Regions from separate parts of the Sus scrofa genome. Here region 2 is linked to region 1. The links are chromatin contacts, called in public Hi-C maps. All regions are on one chromosome and are shown on one strand. Each heading gives the region's core, a stretch centred on a gene start, on an enhancer-like site or on the middle of the called end of the contact. The rest is flanking DNA. Distances are from core to core; before and after follow the strand shown. Region 1 holds the start of SNX12 (sorting nexin-12). Region 2 holds the start of ZMYM3 (zinc finger MYM-type protein 3).

Region 1 (4,494 bases), core at 1,184-3,683:
CTTCCCAAACTTACTCTTCTTTCTATAATTCCATTTTTTTTTTTGTCTTTTTAGGGCCGCACCTGCGTCATGTGAAGGTTCCCAGGCTAGGGTTGAATCTGAGCTGCAGCTGCCAGTCACAGCAACACAGGATCCTAGCAGCTTCTGCGACCTACACCACAGCTCATGGCAATGCCGGATCCTTAACCCATTGAGCAAGGCCAGGGATCAAACCTGTGTCCCCATGGATGCTAGTCAGATTCGTTTCTGCTGAACCACAATAGGAACTCCCTGTCATTCCAATTTTGATTGGTAGTACCAGCATCCACCTAGTTACCTAAATCAGAAGCCTAGGAGTCATTGTATCTATTTGTTCCCTCTCCCCTCAAATAGCAGTAATAGCTAATAGTTACTGAACACTTACTGTTAGCACATATTTAATTTAATTTAATTCTCACAAAAACCCCAGAGGTAGCTTTTAGTCTTATTTCCATTTTACAGAGGAGGAAAACTTGTTGGATAACATGTTCAAGGTCATACAGCTAAGGGAGTTCCTGTTGTGGCTCAGCAGTAAGGAACCCAACCAGTATCCATGAGGACTTGGGTTCGATCCCTGGCCTTGCTCAGTGATTTAAGGATTCAGTGTTGCCTTGAGCTGTGGTGTATGTCACAGATGTGGCTTGGATCCCACACCCCTAGCCAGGGGACTTCCACGTGCCGTGGGTGTGGCCCTTAAAAAAATGATATACAGCTATTAAGCAAGGATTTAAACTCAGGCAGCCTAAGTCCATAGCCCACATATTTAAGCTCTATACTATATTACCACTATATCTAATCAAATACAACTCCTATTTTATTTCCTTGATCTCAGCCTTTTCCCTTTTCTCCATTCCCACCACCTGATCCATGTGCTACCATATGTACGTTCATAATTGGTCACATTTAACTCAACTACATTTTCCATCTTGCCTGCAAAAGAATCCTTCTAAAACACAAATCTGATCATGTCTTTTTTCTGTTGAAGATCTTTCTGTGGCTCCCTATTGCCTTCATCATAAAGTCAAAGATCCTTTGCTTTAAATAGAAGGATCCTCTTCTGCCCATCCCCAGCCAGCCTACCTCTCTAAGTACTTCCATTACACAACCTGAATTGATGACAATTTCCTAAAATATCATGCTGTTTCTTAGCTGGATGCCTTTGCATATGCTATTCCTTCTGCAAGAAATTACCTTTCCCCATTTCTACTCCTGGTTGTCTTTTACATCTTTTCATGTGTGTCAAACTCACATAGTTCCTCCTCCAGGAAGCCTTCCCTAACTCCTCCAAGTATTCATGTCCTCTGCACTGCTTTGAACATTCATTTATTTTGTATTTGTCACATTATCATAGTTTTATTCACTTATCTCCCTTTCTAGAATGTTAACTCCTTGAGGGCAGGGACTCTTACTGAACTCTAGGTCTTTAGTATTTAGCACGGTGCCTGACACATGAGTAGTTGCTTAGGAGATATCAGTTAAATTGAATTAAATAACTTAATTGTGAAATTATAGGACCTTGTACTCCGTTGAAAGAATTTCAGGCATAAATGACATGGGAATTTTTTTTTTTTTTTTTTGAGCAGAAGAGTGCTGGTGCAAAGAGGAGAAAGGATGACCTAAAATTAGCACTATTGATATGGGCGCTACTCCCTTTAAATGGGCTATGTGTAAATTTGTCATATAAATACTAGTATTTCTATAGATATTCTCATGAAGACACATATTCTATCTCCATTACGGGCTGCAAGCAAGCAACCTCAGAGTGCCAAGTGTGGAGTTTTGCAGAATAGAAATAGAAGGTATTGAAAGAAATGCCCTTGGTTTGCTGAGAACACTTGAAATTAGCTTTTATGTGGCAACAAGTGGAGGATAAAGATATGCCCAAATTTTCCTAAGAAGTGAGAATGAGAAATCGTCTTTTTTGACCTCATGCTCACTGCTTTTTTGGCACCATAAATAGGGCTCAATTGCGTGTGAAATGAATTGAAACTATCAGTAGCACAAGTGGCTGGGCTGCGTTCTAGGTTCTTAATACTATTGTCGGAACCCCACCCTCCGGAGACCACCCTTCTACTTTCGTGCAAAACCGGTACTTATTCAGGTCACGGGGCTTCGGCCTATCACTGCAGAATCCAAGCTTGCGGGGCAGTGCCCACTGCAGATTGACGCATGGTGTAAGACAATTTCTTGGGCTGAGGAGCAGCGATTGGCGGATCTCGCCTATAGTGCTTCCCAGGACACTAGGGGTGTGCGTATTGGAAATGCAGGTTCCGGGGCGGCCAGTAACACCGCCCGGAAGTCTGAATGAGGCCTCCTCCGACAGCACTTCCAAACGACCTCATGGCCGCTATTCAGAGTGCCCGGCCCCGGGCAGCGGCAGCGTGCGCGTGCGTGCGTGCGTGCGTGGGCGCGCGTACGCGGTGCCGCCGTCAGTAGGTTGGCTGGTTATTTTGCAAGCGGGAGGGGCCGTGCGCGCTCCTGCCTCCGGCTTCTGTCCCCCACCCCCCCTTCCCCGGTCCCGGTTTCTCCTTCGGAAAGATGTCGGACACGGCAGTAGCTGACACTCGGCGCCTTAACTCGAAGCCGCAGGACCTGACCGACGCTTACGGGCCGCCAAGTAACTTCCTGGAGATCGACATCTTTAATCCACAGACGGTGGGCGTGGGCCGGGCGCGCTTCACCACCTATGAGGTTCGCATGCGGGTGAGTCACGGGGTGAGGGAGACAGCTGAGGGAGGACCGGGCGGCTGGGCGGGGAGGAGGCTGCCATAGGGACGGCTAATGGTGGAGAAGGCACTTGAGGGGTCATTTGGGGGTTGGGGTGTTACAGGTTTGCAGAGAGGTCTGCACATTCGGTTGTGGCCCGAGGATACAGAAAACTCCTGAGGGGGACATCAGACTGGCTTGAGGGAAAGCAAGTAGCCATGAGCAAGAAATGAAGCATGACTGAAGGCGGTAGGGAGGATGGAGAGGATTAGAGTGATATATTCAAGGAAATAGGGATCAGAACTGTAGCAACACAAGGGGTTAAGGAAGAGTGGAAAAGAGCTGGTGATGGCAAGCCAAGGCGGGGGTCCCATTACTAAACTAGGTTGTGGGAAGTCAACCTGAAGAGGGGGAACCGGAAGGCCTGGCTTCCTCCTAATGAGGTCTCCCTGGATGATGGCGTTAAGCAGAGCCTGGATTAAAGGGAAGAGAGACACCAGGAAAGGAAGACAGTGGGCTTGGTGGAGAGACTCTTCTAGGAGAGTCCCCTTGGACTGAGTGCTTCCCAGACTTGCGTAGAATTAACATCTGAAGGAGAGAAGTGTTTTATGCTTAAGTTTTCTCAGGTACTACATGCTCACTGGAAAACCTGACCTTGCACTCAGATTGGTGGCTTGTTAGTTGCTGCCCTCATCCTGTGCTGACCCTTTAGATTTGAAGTATCCAGAATGTTTATTTCAATATTTACTGGCTCTCATTTGGGTTTTCTGTATATAAATGGCCGTTTGCCCTTTCTGCTCTAGGTTAACCTTTTGGATTCATTATATTAATCCCTGGTCTGTATTTAACTTTAACATCTGACATTTCAAGACTGCCCCAGGAATGGCTTCTTCCAGTGTGCACTACAGAGGACTTTATTCTCTAGTTCTTAGTCCACAACGCTAGGGTGGAATGTGCAGAGTACATGGTTTGCAGGTTCTTTGGCCCCATTGAAGTGGTTACAGGCAAAAAGTTTGAGAGCCGTTTTCTAATTTTCCTTATGTTTTCTTCTCAGACTAGAGGGCCAGAATATTCTCTATGGACAGCATGCTGCTCAAACAGCATTTGAAGACCTAAAAGAGTGTATGTGCTTTCATTTTTGATTGAATGAATTGAATGAGAGAGTGTGCTCTCCCATCTGGGTTTTTGAAATCAAATTGAGAAATGATCATCTCCAAATTCAAGTTTGGAGAAGTCCAAACTGAAGAAACGCTGATAGCAAAAAATGAGAAAAACTTCTCTATATCAGGACTGTTCGAAATCATCTCTCTGGGGAAGAATGGGAGGTAGATCCCTCAAAATATGATAAAAGCTGGGAATTGTTAGTGGTAGAGAACCTAATTACCTGAGGAAGCCTGGGCGTAACTTGTTCATTTTAAGAACTCTGCTGTAGGGTTTTGAAGACATTGTCTTGATGTATAACCCAAGAACCATAGGGATTATGAACGGAATTGTTCTCTTCTTCAGACTAGTAATAACTGCAGGGACTGTTCATCTGGTGCCTACTGTGAGCCAGGCACTGAATTACGTTTTAGTTTTTTTTTTTTTTTTTCTATCTTTTTAGGGCTGCACCCGAGGCATATGGAGGTTCCCAGGCTTGGGGTCTAATCGGAGCTGTTGCTGCTGGCCTGTGCCACAGCCATAGCCACGCCAGATCCAAACCGCGTCTGTGACCTACACCACAGCTCACAGCAACGCTGGATCCTTAACTCATTTAGCAAGGCCGGGGAA
Region 2 (4,494 bases), core at 1,024-3,523, 170 kb before region 1:
GGCTGATACATACTCGGACTTATCAATTGTGGGCACTTTTGGCTTACTAAAAGAGAAAATATGTATATATATTTATTTCAAGAACATGAAGGCTCCAGGGTATAAAGTCCCAAACTATTCATATACATCTATTATAATGGTAATATTAATAAGTACCCATTAAACACCTGCTATATATCAGGCAAGTGTACGTCTCACTTAATCTTTTTTTTTTTTTTTTTTCTTCTGGCCACCCAAGGCATATGGAAGTTCCCTGGCCAGAGATCGAGTCCAAGCCAGAGCTGCAACCTATGCCACAGCTACAGCAAGGCCAGATCCTTAACCCACTGTGCCATAGCAGGAACTCTACATCTCAATCTTAATAGCTATGAGGTATTATTTCCGGTATTTCTTTCCAGACTTTTTCTACATATATAGAATTTCTCTACAAAGTATTGTATTTTAACTCCTTTAAAAAATGTAACATTGGGAGTTCCCGTTGTAGCTCAGTGGGTTAAGAACTCAAGTAGTATCCATGAGGATACGGGTTAGATCCCTGGCCTTGCTCAGCAAGTTTAGGATCATATGTTGCCACAAGCTGCAGCATAGGCCGAAGATGTGGCTTGGATCATGAATAGACGTGGCTGCGGTATAGGCTGGCAGCTGCAGCTCAGATTCAACCCCTAGCCTGGGAACTTCCATATGCCGCAGGTGCTGCCCCAAAAAGAAAAAAAACATATTTTTTTAAAAAAGTGTAACATTATATCAAGGGCATTTTCCTGTATCATTTTAATAGATTTATTTTTTAGAGCAGTTTCAGGTTTGTAGCAAAATAGAGGTGAAAGTACGGAAAGTTCCCATATACTCCCTGCCCCACACCTCCTCCCTCCTTTACAGCCTCTCTTGAGGGATCAATATCCCCCACCAGTGTGGTACATTTGTTGCAATTGGTGGACCTACATTGATACATCATTATCATTCAAAGCTCATAGTTTAGGGAAGAGTTCACTTTTGGTATCCTACATTCTATGAGTTCTGACAAATGTATCATAACATGTGTTCATTACTATAGTATCATACAGAATAGTTTCACTGCCCAGAAATTCCTCTGCTCTGCCTCATTAGCTTTTTAAAAAATATTGTTGTTAATGACTACATCCACTGTATGAATATAACCAAAATTGATTTGCCCAACCTCCTACCGTACATTTAGATTGTTTTCTTATCTCTGTTTTAAAGATGAGAAAAATAAGACCTAGTGACTTGACAAGTGATGTATCCAAAATCAAATGGCTAAAAAGCAGGCAGAGTGGAGATTAGAATCCTGGTCTCCAGAGCTCACACACATTGCCTCTGAATACACACCATCAATGCCCCCTTTAGACTGTCTCCCCTCAACTTGAAACCAGGCATTCTCCACCACCAGAGAAGCCAGAGATCCAAGCATGTGTTGAGAAGGGCAGGCAATACAAAAGAACGAGGCGGCCCAACTGTGATGCAACAAAGTGAAAATCCAAAAGGAGGTAAAAGGACACAGAAATAACCAGAAGGTGGGAGATGGGTACACAGAATACTGGTTAAGGTAAAGAAAAGGCTGGGCTTGGAAAACCTGAATGGGAAAACTCTTGCTTTTATCTCTGTATATGGGAGAGAGCAAAGATAACCTCAAGGCCATGGGGGGAACAGGAAGGATAAGGTTTCTGGGAAAGTGAATGAGACAAGGGAGGATAAAACTCCCAAGGACTATAAGGCTAGGAAAGGCTTAGTATGGGAAAGAAGAAAGGCCCAGAGCAAGAGGCACGCCAGAGCAAGCACTGGACAACAAACCTACGTGTATTTCTAAAAATGTGGCGGGACTCTTGTCCAGCCTGAGCCTCTTCTAGTATCTCAGACACCAAATACTCTTCAGCCCTTAAGGGTCAGAGGGGGAAAGTGGAGAGGGGGGATTGGAAAGTGCCCTAACTCTGATGGGGACTGAGAAAGGATCCTGGCACACATTTTTTAAAGCCAGTAGGCCTAATACTAATGCCCCCTCCCCCTACCCCACTTCTCCAGCCTCAACCCCAGCCACACCCACACGCTAAGGACCATCCAGGAGGGGGAGTGTGTGTGTGCGCGCGCGCGTGCGTGCTCGTGCATAAGAGAGCCAGAGAGACAGAGACGAGACAAAAAGAGACCGGGAGAGAGAGAGAGCGCGCCAGAGAAGGAGGCGGGGAGAGGGAGAGAGGGACAAGGACAGAAAAAGAGGGAGGGAGGGAAGGAGAGACAGAGAGAGACAGACAGACAAGAGATAGAAAGGAGGAAGGAGGACTGTCGGCCTTGGTGAGGAAAACTACAGAAGAGATAACGCAGGGGGCTCCTGCGGGAAGACTCAGGGAGAAGATCCCAGAACTTACCCTAAGACCGTGGAAGGAGTAGGGGAGTGTCTTTGCAGGACCTGGTTTTGGGGTCATCAGGCAGTAACGGTTACTGCATAGGCGTTGTCACTGAGCCAGAGCCATTTAACCCGCCCTGGGTAGCTGGAGACCAGGCTTAAGACACCCCACAACTATGAGTCTCAGAATGGTTAGGGGGGCCCGAGGCTGCAGACAAGGGGAGGAGGGGCACGTGAGGGCTGGGTCCTTTGCCTCCCCCCACCCTCCGCTGTCACTCATTACCCCAGCAGTCGCCCAGGGGGCGGGCCCCGGAGAGGTGGGGTTGGGGGGAGGGTAATCTTGGCAGGCGCCTGCTGCATGGCGTAGGTAGGGACTGTTGAGGGGGGCGGACGCCGGGGGGTTGAACACGAGTGGGAAGCGGAGAGAGACACGGGTAGGGGGAGGGGACCGGGAACCATTTGAATGAGAGGAGGGGATCACGGGTAGAGTGGGCTCCAGGAGATAGGGCGGGCACGGGTGTGACGGGGGGCCAGACTCTTGAGCCAGGTAAGGGAAGCAGGTGCGTAGATCTGTTTTTTGTGGGTTATTGTACTCGGCCCTTTGGTGTAAAGGGGGTGCCGCCTTTCCCGGGGGGCGGGCTTCTGAGCTCCAGAGGCTAGCTTTTCCTTCTCAACTAACGGGGCCCCGGGCGGGGGCTCAAGCTCCATCTCCAGTGCCTACGTTCCACTCCGCAATTTCCAGGCGTCCACTGGGCTGGGAGTCTCGCGCCGGGGGCCGGCGCTGTCTCGCGAGCCCCCTCCACGAGCCAGCCAATGGGGTTGGTTGCTGGCGCCGCCCGCCCGCCTGGTGCAGAGCGCTGGGCGCTGTGAGCGGCGCTGCCATTTAAAGGGGCCGCGACCCCTGTCCCGGCTGCTAGGGAGGGAGGTGGAGAAGGAGCGCGGGGCCGTCGCTGTCTGCAGTTCTAGGCTTGTAGCGGTTACACTAACCCTGCCGCAGGTAGGGGTCGGGCCTGATCAAGCCGAACCGAACCTGCAGGCGGGAACTCGCAGTAGCCGGGAGGGGGGGGGGTCCAAGGAGAGATCGTAGCTCCAAAATGTCTTCCTGTAAATGCCTGAGGTGGGGGGTGGGCAACAGGAGGAGGACTGGGAGAGCTCTAGGAAAAGGGGACGGGGCTGAGAAAGTGGGCGACCCTGAAAGGTAACTGGGGGGAGGGGTTAGGAAGGGCAGTTTGTGGGGGCGAGGGAAGGGCTGAGAGGACCATGCAACGCGGGGAGGTGGGGGTGGGGCCAGACAGGGTGGGTAAAGACTGGGGAGCTGGGGGGCTCTAGGAGAGAGGGGAGGGGATAGAAACTGAAATCGCGGGGGCGGGAAAGGCTCCCGGTGGCAACGGCCCTAGGAGACTCTAAGGGGGCGTTCAGCCCGAGTTGGGCGGGGGGAGTGAAAGGTGAAGGGGGAGGGGATCAGGGAGTTGCAGTGGGGTGGCGGGGGTACGCGGCGAGTGGAACGACAGCCTGCCCGGCGAGTGTGGGCACTGGGCCAGGGCGGGGAACGCCTCTCCCCACAGGGGGCGCTGTATTTGGGAGGGGGGGAGTGGTCATTTGGACTAAAGCCTTTGGAAAGGTTTGTCGGTTGTGTTGGGGGCGATTCAGGAGAAATCCAAGTGGATAATGGGGTGTGTCCCAGAGCCTGTATTAGAAGGAATTCTGGCGAAGACCACCTCTTCTGCCCCCTCTTCTACCCCTACCCCCTCTTCTACCCCTAATCTGCAGCCCATATCCAGTCATCCTCATGGACCCCAGTGATTTCCCCAGTCCGTTTGACCCGTTGACCCTGCCAGAGAAGCCCCTGGCTGGAGACCTTCCAGTAGACATGGAATTTGGAGAGGATCTACTGGAATCCCAGACTGCCCCAACTCGAGGATGGGCGCCCCCTGGCCCTTCTCCATCCTCAGGAGCCCTGGACCTGCTTGATACCCCTGCTGGCCTGGAAAAAGACCCTGGAGTCCTGGATGGAGCCACTGAGCTGCTGGGGCTGGGGGGGCTGCTCTATAAAGCTCCCTCCCCCCCAGAGGTGGACCATGGTCCGGAGGGGACCCTTGCATGGGATGCAGGAGATCAGACCCTAGAGCCTGGACCAGGGG

What was found. A called contact is a pair of places that touch in the nucleus more often than the background predicts.
Region 2: a Hi-C map of heart right ventricle shows a contact between it and region 1, with 2.2 times the contacts expected there. The contact joins the promoter of ZMYM3 here to the promoter of SNX12 in region 1. A contact is called at or near these places in 1 of 5 promoter capture datasets (liver), 3 of 47 Hi-C or Micro-C datasets (embryonic fibroblasts, heart right ventricle and liver) and 1 of 2 datasets of contacts at active chromatin or transcription factors (alveolar macrophages).

The regions. Positions count from the first base shown.
Region 1 is chrX:57,106,575-57,111,068 of Sscrofa11.1, reverse strand. It overlaps SNX12 (sorting nexin-12), which reads left to right and starts at 2,433. Exons shown (of 4, transcript XM_001928070.5): 1 at 2,433-2,721. The coding sequence starts at 2,557.
Region 2 is chrX:57,277,206-57,281,699 of Sscrofa11.1, reverse strand. ZMYM3 (zinc finger MYM-type protein 3) reads left to right here and starts at 2,273. Exons shown (of 25, transcript XM_021080504.1): 1 at 2,273-2,301; 2 at 4,124-4,494. The coding sequence starts at 4,143.